2 separate regions of the Rattus norvegicus genome follow, and region 2 is linked to region 1. Evidence: chromatin contacts called from public Hi-C data. All regions are on one chromosome and are shown on one strand. Each heading gives the region's core, a stretch centred on a gene start, on an enhancer-like site or on the middle of the called end of the contact. The rest is flanking DNA. Distances are from core to core; before and after follow the strand shown.

The links. Hi-C and Micro-C count contacts between places; a contact is called where the count stands out from the background.
Region 2: a Hi-C map of liver shows a contact between it and region 1, with 4 times the contacts expected there. The contact joins two enhancer-like sites. A contact is called at or near these places in 3 of 12 Hi-C or Micro-C datasets (kidney and liver).

What each region holds. Positions count from the first base shown.
Region 1 is chr11:47,991,048-47,996,014 of GRCr8, forward strand. The region is part of intron 2 of LOC102550135 (a long non-coding RNA gene); the gene reads right to left. Among named protein-coding and RNA genes, the nearest start is that of Kcnj15, 77 kb to the right of the region's middle. Within about 2 kb of position 1,979, at least 1 of the 93 cell types and tissues checked has an H3K27ac peak or open chromatin away from gene starts, as enhancers often do. A contact at or near this core is called in liver, where this site is marked.
Region 2 is chr11:48,108,777-48,113,210 of GRCr8, forward strand. No RefSeq gene overlaps it. Among named protein-coding and RNA genes, the nearest start is that of Kcnj15, 40 kb to the left of the region's middle. Within about 2 kb of position 2,290, at least 14 of the 93 cell types and tissues checked have an H3K27ac peak or open chromatin away from gene starts, as enhancers often do. A contact at or near this core is called in liver, where this site is marked.

The DNA.
Region 1 (4,967 bases), core at 729-3,228:
GCCCTCACTCTGCCAGGTAGCCCACCCACTCTCACTCCTGGTCCATGCGGACATCCATACTGAACAGGAAGCTACAGAGACTTCCCCAGCTGCAGAATTTGAGAGGTGTCAGATGAAATTAAGTTTTGCTCTAACTAGGGCGCTCTGGACCGAGATGGGGAGTAGGGGTTGGTGGGGAGATGATGGTGGTATAGTGGGGGTAGAGGTGGTAGTTGTGGAGTGTTGAAGAGTGGGGGGTGGTAAAAGAGAATTATGAACTTCTCTAGGACAGCAGGTAGAAGCTGACTCCTCTTGACTGAGAAGCTCAGTCTCTTCCCACCAGAAGAGACCACAGAACCAAAATCCAACTAGAGGGTAGGATGAGCACTGAGCATGCTCAGAACAGCATGGTTTGGTCCTGGTTCTGGTAGTTGAGAACAGGAAGTAGTCACCTAAGTTCAGAACTAACCCAGTGGGGAAGGAGATCATATTCTCTTCCTAGAGATGCCAGAGGCCATGTCTCTTCTCACCAGGAAGAGAGCAGGTGGTCCACAGAGTCTCCTTTCTGTGCAATCCAGGTTCTGGTGGACCTGTGAATGAAGGGAGTGCTTGGACCCTTCCAGTCTGGCTAGTACCTGGACCGCCCTCCCCAGGCCCCTGTCTCCTGGGGCACAATAGAGTTGTTAGATTTTCCTCTCTCCATCTTCCTTCTAGGACCATCACCAGCAATCCCAACCCCAAACACGACTTTCTCTACACCCAAGAAAGCAGGAGAAATGTATCGGGAAAGAAGCTGATATACCGTGGAGTTGGGGCAGCAAATAGTCCAATGAGAAAGGCTGCAGTCCAGTGAATAGAATTTCTGGAAAATCAGCTTAAGAAAAGACCTCTCTCTGTCACCCTTATGGATGAAAATGGGTTAATTAAAAGCACATGCTGCCTAGGAAATCAAGCCCAGGAAACACAGGCCTGCTGGTTCTGGATCAGGTGCTGGCTGAAGGGCAGCATATGGGCTCCAAGTCGGTTTTCAATGGGTTAATGCTGCAGTAAAAACACATCCTTGGCTCACTGAGTTACACAGCTAGGGGGAGGCTCAGAGCACATTCAGACATTCAGGTGACTTTACCTGAAAGGCAGGCACTACTCTGTGGACCTTGTAAATATTGACCCACTCGATTATCACAGCAACCCCGCCTGTAGGCAGGACTGTTATCTCCTCTTGACAAATAAGGAGACTGAGGCAACAGGTAAGTCATAAACTCAAGGACACATTGCAGACAAATCACGTAGTCAAATTTAGTCTAAAGCCACTAAACCATACCTAAGGTCATAGGACAAGAAGTGTGAATCCCATTTATCTAATCCGGAGATATGAGGGAAGAGAAATGCTATAAATCAATTGGTTTCACAATTGACAACATCCTCTCCTTCCCAAGGAAAAGCGAAATGCTTTGCCAACACCTCTCTGCCCCGCCATTTATTTCTTTGGTCCAGAAATACCTAATAGAAAGGCAGAAGTTAGTACTGCATCTGAGCAAGGCACATTAGGTTCAAGCTTTGGGTTTCTACCTTAAATTGGAAAGACTGACAGAAATCTAACCACACTGGCTTCTTTTCTTACATCAGATCATTCACTAAAAGCACACAGCATGGGCCCTTGTGATGCCTCCCGCTCCCTTCTGTGAGGGAGCATTTAGTCTTGCAAAGAATGGTAAATACTTGAAACCCCAAGGAATCAGCATGGCAAAGGACTAAGGCAGCAATGTGTCCCTAGGCCTCCAGTCCAGCCTGATGAATTTTTGCCCAGGGCAGGCAGGCCTCCAGGGTCAGCTGGAATTGCTAGTCTCTGTGCAAGGGGCACAGAGAAGCAGGAGGGTATCCCAGTTCAGAGAGGCCAGCTTTACCTTGATGAAAGTCACACAGCCTCGGCTGGCCCAAGAGTTTGGTTCAATCCAAGATTTCTCAAACTATTGATATCTGACATTGGATACTCGGTTCTGGAGGCCATCCGGAGCACTGTGAGATGGCAGAAATATCCCAGGACTCCACCACTAGATGCCAGCAGTGACCTCTTGTTGTGACAAAAAAAATAATAAAATACAATAAATAAATAAATAAATAAATAAATAAATAAAATAAAAACAACCCTCTGCTGAGAACTGCTGACTTACTCCTATAACCCCAGAGCTGATAAAGATCTCACTACAATTAAATTTAAATTTAGACCCCAAACCTCTGGACTAAACCCAGCATTCCCCTAAATTTCCCAGATATATAAGGATCATTAATGAAATGACACCTTACATTGTCTCTAAGCTAGGGTGAGGAGGACAAAGCCATTTGTAAAGGACTCTTCAGGAATATCTATCACTTGGGGGAGCTACGCACACCTCATCCTGGATCCTTCAGAAGACCTACCACAAATAATATTAAAGAACAAATATGCAAGTTAACAACAAGGCCCTGGGTGCTAGATAAAACAGCTGAGAGAAATAAAATAAATGTAGGTAGAAACTGGAAGGACTCCCCTCTCCACATTTCCTTTTCTGTCATCTTTAACGCATGCTAGCATCCAGTTACTGGAGCATTAAAGACAGGAAGTTGGACAATGCATGGGATTCAGGAGTGCATATCTGGAGCCATGAAGAGACCGAGAGAAGAGGCATTCTGCACAGACATATCCCCTTTATGCTGCCTTTTGTGTGCATAACTCGGTCTGTTCCATTACCATTCTAGGCAACCTCAACACCTTACTCCCCTAGGAAAAGAACCCTAAGGTGATGACCAGTGCTTAGACACACCAGGCCACTGTGCTAACTGCAAGTTCCCTCACCAGCCCTCTGGAACGTCTGTGCCATTGGGTGGTCCTTAGATTAGATCCAGGGATGAGTCAAGAGTAGAGAGTAGATCCAAAGACGAGTCAAGAATTAGTTAACTTTCAGAGGGAATATCCATCCTCTGGGATGGGAAACCACATGTCAACGGACCCTTTCAACAGCCAGAAAACATTCCAGATGGAAAAAAGAAAGCATTGCAGACAGCTTGTTCTCAGCGTTGTCCAGAGACGTATAATTTTCATTCGGGATGAATAGAGTTCCAACCTGACCGTGACCCTGAATGATTCCTTCTTCTTGAGTGGGGACGAGAGCTGTGAGTAGGATAGGCATGACTCCTGTGACAGTTTTCTATATGGCACAGGGATTTATGTAGATGAACTAAGGTCCCTAGTTCATGTGAAGGGAGACCGCCCTTAGTGGGTGTGGTGGTATGGCTTTGTGGAGTGGGTGTGGCCTTGTTGAAGGAGGTGGGCAATGGGACCCTCCTCCCAAGCACATGGAAGCCAGTCAGTCTCCTAGTGGCCTTCAGATGATGATGTAGAACTCAGCTCCTCCTGCACTATGTCTGCCTAGACAATGCCATGCTCCCTCCTTGAAACCGTGGCCAGAACCTCTGAACCTGTAAGCCACTCCAATTAAATGTTGTCCTTTACAAGAGTTGTCTTGGTCATGGTGTCTTTTCACAGCAATGAAACTCTAAGATAGTGGGCTTGAGTTAGTTGTATGTACTCCCCTGGTCTTGAAGTCCGAGATGGACATCAGAGAGAGCTATGATGCGCTGGCCGGAAGAAAACAGCCATTTATGGAGCTCTCTATCTCAGTTGCCTTGTAGCCAGCATGACTGTGACTGGCAAGGTGACTTCCTACAGTCACAAGGAGCTCAATTCTGCTAATTCTTTGTGAATATGAATACATGCACAGAGTCTAACTTAAGACCATATGCTGTTCTTCTAGGCCGGTGTACTCCAGCAGGACTGAGTAGACTCCATAGTGTTAGGACACCATAGTGTCTAGATCCTAACCAATAGCCATGGTGATAGTACTATTGTTAGGATCAGAGCTGAAGTCTGGGTGTCTCTAAGACACCCACCCTCCATAGCCCAACCAAAGAGAAAACAATAGTGAGAAGCAGAGACAGGAGACTAACTCAACACAGCTACAGTGGGAACAGCAGCAAAGAGGTCCAGCGACCATGGACTCCATTTTGGGGTCCAGACATGTTCAGACTAAACAGTGGGCAAGAGGTATTCATCTGCTGTCCTGGTGAAGGCGTGGTTCTGTCTTAGCTTCAGTCTCGCCATCTCCAGCAAGACAGGCTGATAAGTTTCAGAGCTGCGTGACATCCCTCTTGGGAGTCAGTGTCTTCCTATCTGCCACCAAAGGTTCTGCTTTTCCTTTCCCTGGTGCGAGCCTTTTGAGGAAATTGCAATTTCTTGGGGTTCCTCGTATCAATCGTTAATAGGCAAAAGGGGGTGGGGTGGGGACACAAGAGCCACCTTTAAAAGTCTTTTAAATTTTATTCTTTAGTAATTACATAATACATATAACATGCTCTGATCAAAATCTTCCCTCCTGTATTCCTTTGTGTCCCCTTCTCCCTCCTGTAAGCCTTCCTCTTTTTAACTTCTCTTCCTGTGTTCATGTCACTCTGTATATTTCTATGTAGCCAAGTGCATTTAATTAGGACTCGCTGCACGGGCACTGGCGGTGGGGCTTGTTTGCTGGGGGTGGGGCTTGTTTGCTGGGGGTGGGGCTTGTTTGCTGGGGGTGGGGCTTGTTTTCTGGGGGTGGGGCTTGTTTGCTGGGGGTGGGGCTTGTTTGCTGGGGGTGGGGCTTGTTTGCTTCGGTGAGGCCAGCGTAGCAGTGGCTACATCACGGAATAGTAAGGCGTCTCCATTCCTGTCTGAATGGTTACAGTAACATGACAGCTTTATGACAAGTTACTTAGTCTATGCTCAATGGTTACTGCCAAATGAATGCTCTTTTGTTTCATCCTGTTGCTAAATTGGGGGCTCTTTGGGTGTTCTTATTTTCTGTTCTGCTAAATACTAACAATATTTATTTACTTCTTCTTTTAAAAAGGATTTACTCATTTGTTCTATGTAACTAGACTGTCTCTGTCTTCAGGCACACCAGCATTAGATCTCATTA
Region 2 (4,434 bases), core at 1,040-3,539, 120 kb after region 1:
CTGGATGGGAGAGGCTGTCTGAGGCTGGTGGAAAAGTGCCAGTCCTCTCACACACATCCGGGACCCTGACCCTCAGAGTCTTTCATTGCCAGGTGGTGCGTACCTGTATCACTAGACGTGAAGGTGGGGGCACCTCCATTAGGAGCCTGTCTGACACTCACAGTGAGACCCTGCCTCAAAACAAAAGATTACCCACTCCACATAAGGTCCTTCTGGAGAGGATTTTAAGAATCTTTTTCTCGTGTGTTATCGACATGTGTCTCTCAACAACACGGAGCCGTATCATGTGCCTAAATTCCTATACTGACCAGTGAGTTTGCTGACCAAACACAACACAGGCTGTTCTGACTCCTACATTAACTAGACAGCCCCAGAGAGGACGGACGTGCAAAAACTCAGCTAACTCTCCGTTCGAAGAGTGGAGATTCCATGGTAACCAATGGCAGAGCTAATCCTTGCAAAGCCGGAAGGACTTTCCCAACCCCACAGTGCCATGACAGGACAGAATGCCTGAGGAATCAACAGAGAAAAAACATGTGTTGAGGCCCCGGGTTCAGAACTTTCCAGTTCCACCAGCTCTGGGCTATGAGCCCACAGGGAAGGACACCATGGCGGTTAAAGCAGTGGGGAAATATCTCTCCAGTCTTGCAGGAAGAAGGAAGCAGAGAGAAGCGCAGGGAATATCTGGGGAAACATCCTTTAGAGACACCAACATAGACCTCCCTCCTCCACCTGGGCCCTACCCTCTAAGCCTACCCAGCTACTAACTCATCAACTGTTTATTCCACTGACGCAGTTTGCACCATCCTCATCCAACCACCTCTTCCTGGTGCCGGCAGTTAGGGACAAGGCCTTTGGCAGGGCATCTGACCTGACAGAAGAAGACCAAGTTTGAAGGAAAACCTTTTTCAAACTATGATGTGTATGCAGTTGAGTTTTTTGTTTTGTTTTGTTTTTATTAATTGGTTATTTTATTTATTTACATTTTATATGTTGTCCCCCCCTTCCTCTCCATAAACCCCCCTCCCATCCTCTCTCCTCTTTCCCTGTAAGAGGGTGCTCCCCCACCCATCCACTCACTCCAGCCTCACTGGAGTTTCCCTATGCTAGGGAAACAAGCTTCTACAGGACCAAGGGCCTCCCCTCCCATTGATGCCAGATAAGGCGATCTCCGCTACATATGTAACAGGAGCCATGGATCAGCCCACAGGTACTCTTTGGTTGGTGGTTTAGTCCCTGGGAGCTTGGAGGATCCAGTTAGTTGATATTGTTGTTCTTCTACGGGGTTGCAATCCCCTTCAGCTCCTTCAGTTGTTAATTGTTGTGGTAAATCTCCAACCCCAACTAGTCCATTCAAGGAAAACGCAACTTTGTTGCGATAAATCTCCAACCTCAATAAACCCATGAAAGGGGAAATGCAACTCAGTTGTATATTTATAAACTGTACGCCTATATTGGGCAGATCTGCCTCTACACCACTTTCTTCCCCAGCTATGAAATCCTTGCTATTTGCAGTTTCTCCAGGACACGCGCTTCTCCTCCATCTTCCTTCCAACAACTCTCCCTCTGTCTTCCTCTGCTCACCATCTCCTGAAACTCCTCCTCCTCTCCGCCTCTTCCTGTCTTGCCCGGAAAACCCGCCTCCTCATTTTCGCCCAGCGATTGGCTATTTGTCATCTTTATTAGCCAATCAGATAATTAAGGGAAATTAACAGTTAATCATAAAAGATTCAAGTCTAAGCACCCCTCACTGACCCTCTCTGCTGTGCTCTCACTTCCATGGTGAGCACTGTCCCTATGTGGCGGACTGCTGTAATCTCACCCACGCACCCTCGGTCCTCACTGTCATTTCCTTTTCCTGTTGCTATGATAAAATACTCTTGACAAAAGCAACATAAGGGAGAAAGGGCTCCCACATCCAGGGTGAGACCCATCACTGCAGGGCAGTCAAAGCAGCAGGGGCTTGAACATCAGTCACATGTTCACAACCAGAAAGCAGAGAGCCACAGATGCTTGTATGTAGCTCCCTTTGCTGAGGGGATGGTGCCGCCCCCTTTAGGTCGCAACAACATAGTAGCCTCCCAGGCCTGCACAAAGCTTTGATAATTCCTTGCAGGTGTGCCTTGAGGGTTGTCCTAGGTGGTCCCAGATCCTGCAGTTGATGATCAGCTCTAATCATCACCCTCACCCGGGAATATTCTGTCACACTTTGCTGAGCTCCAACCGTCCACTACCAAGCACAGACCGAGTATTGCCATGTGCCAGGGTGACCCAAGCAGTCAGTTCTTTGTTTGCTCAGCTGAGACTGTGTTGTCCTTTACTAGGGGATCCAGCAGGATCAAAGTCTACTGTGTCCACGTTCTCCAAGCCGGCGGGCCGTCCTTTTGCAGTCTGTGCTTTTCCTTATGGTCTCATTTGAGAAAGTTCTGCAGATGAGAAAAGTATACTATACTCTGTGGATTTGAGGAACCATCACCCTTCAGCCTTTATCGGGGAAATGGGAGGCTAGTCAATATCCCCGGGATTAAAGGGGTTTATTTAAACCAAACTGTGGTAACTGCGGATGAGATTTACGGCCGGCTGTCTTACAGCTCACCTCTGGCAAGCTAGCCAAGCATTTCCAGAGCATTGGAGAGAAAGCCGACCATTACCCTTCCTAAGGACTCCCGATCCCAGATGATAAGGAATTGGGGGATGGGAACAGACAGCTGGGAAAATGGTCTCAGGAGAGCCAAGTGACGCATTAACAATGTCCCGTTACAGTAGGCTCGCGCTGCGCGCACGGAGACAACTTCCTGAGAGGAAGAGAGCTGATGACAGAAACAGATTAACAGTAAGGCTGAAACAGAACTGAAAGGACTGTGAGGGTGAACTTTAGAATCTGCGCAGAAGCAGGAGACTGGACAGATTGACCCATCGGAGCCCTCGCATAGCTATGGGACTGCCTCCGCCAGTTTTTAATTCTTTAGGACTTTGTGGGTTCCGAGTGGAAGACAGGGAGACTGGTCCAAGAGAGGCACTGGCCAAGCCCACTTCCCAGCTGAGAACAGTGTGACTTAAAACAGCCCTGCGGCAGCTTCCTGGATGTCCCATTACCCCTGACCAAGCAGCCTGTGGTGAGCTGGATGGCCGTGAATGAGAAACAGCTGGATTTAATTTCCCTTGAAATTAAAGATGGGTGAACCCTGCCACAGTTTGGAATTGCTGAATGTCTCAAATCCTTTTTTTTCCAAGTGCTTTTGGTTCAGAAAAAAACAAACCCATGGTTTTGGGTGGGTTTTTTTTTTTGTTTTTGTTTTTTTCTTTTACAAAGTATACTACCCTCATTTGGAAGGAAACTCGTGTATTTTTAAAGGGAATTTGATGTACCCTGTTCAACTTCTTTAACACTCCGCTTATCGAAATACATAGTGAAATTTCCAAGAAATCTGAGAAATGTTTTATCTTAAAAAAAAAAAAAAAAAAAAAACAACTGGTTTGTTTTATTTAGGAAAGGAACAAGTGGAGAATTTTGGAAAATCGTTATCCAGGAAAAGGTGAGTTCAGGTGGAAGGCTCTTAGAGTGTTCTGTGTCCTAGAATTGCACACATATCTGTGAATATAGTCAATCTCTTGAGGGACTGCACACATATCTATGTGAACTGGGCTTGGCAGCACACACCTACAATCCCACCAATCAGGAGGCGGGGGCTGGAAAATCAAAAGTTCAAGGTTATCCTTTACTACATAGCAAGTTCAAGGCCAGCCTGGGCTATTTGGAGCAGTCTCACTGAAAATTATCTTCGGAAATGGGGGAAAGATGGGCAAGTTCGCTAAGACAGGCTCGCTCTGGCTGAGGAGGGAAGCTGGGATAAGGCTCGGGCTGAGGTGGGAAGCTGGGCCACCCAGCGCTGTGCCTTCTCATCTCTAATGACCAGACAGTGTGTCCATGATGTTGACTGGTAAGAGTGGAGTGGAGCCATAGCTCCCTCCATCTACCACAAGCCTGACAGAATACTGACGATATGGTCCATCGCCCTTCTCTCTCTAGAACACCGAGTGAAGGGGTTGTCCACAGCAAAGTTAGGAGTGAGTCAAAGGGCAGAAATCTACACCAGGGGGTGGGTGGGAGAGGGTGATGTTTCAGGAATGACCTGAGACTTGTGTGTTAAGTCCTCTTTGTCTTGGGTCACTCTTGCTATGATGAACACCATGGTCCAAGGCAGGAAGAGTTCATTAGGGTTAGTGCTTCCAGGTCAGTCTACCATGAAGGGAAGTCAGGGTAGGAACCTGGAGCAGGTCCTGATGCAGAGGCCACGGAGGAACGCTGCTTACTGGCTTGCTCAAGTGAGCACCCCAGGCCTACCTGCCCAGGGGTGTCACCACACACAGTGAGTTGGGCCACCCTACATCAATCAATATCCCCACAGACTCGTTAAAGGAGGCATTTTCTCA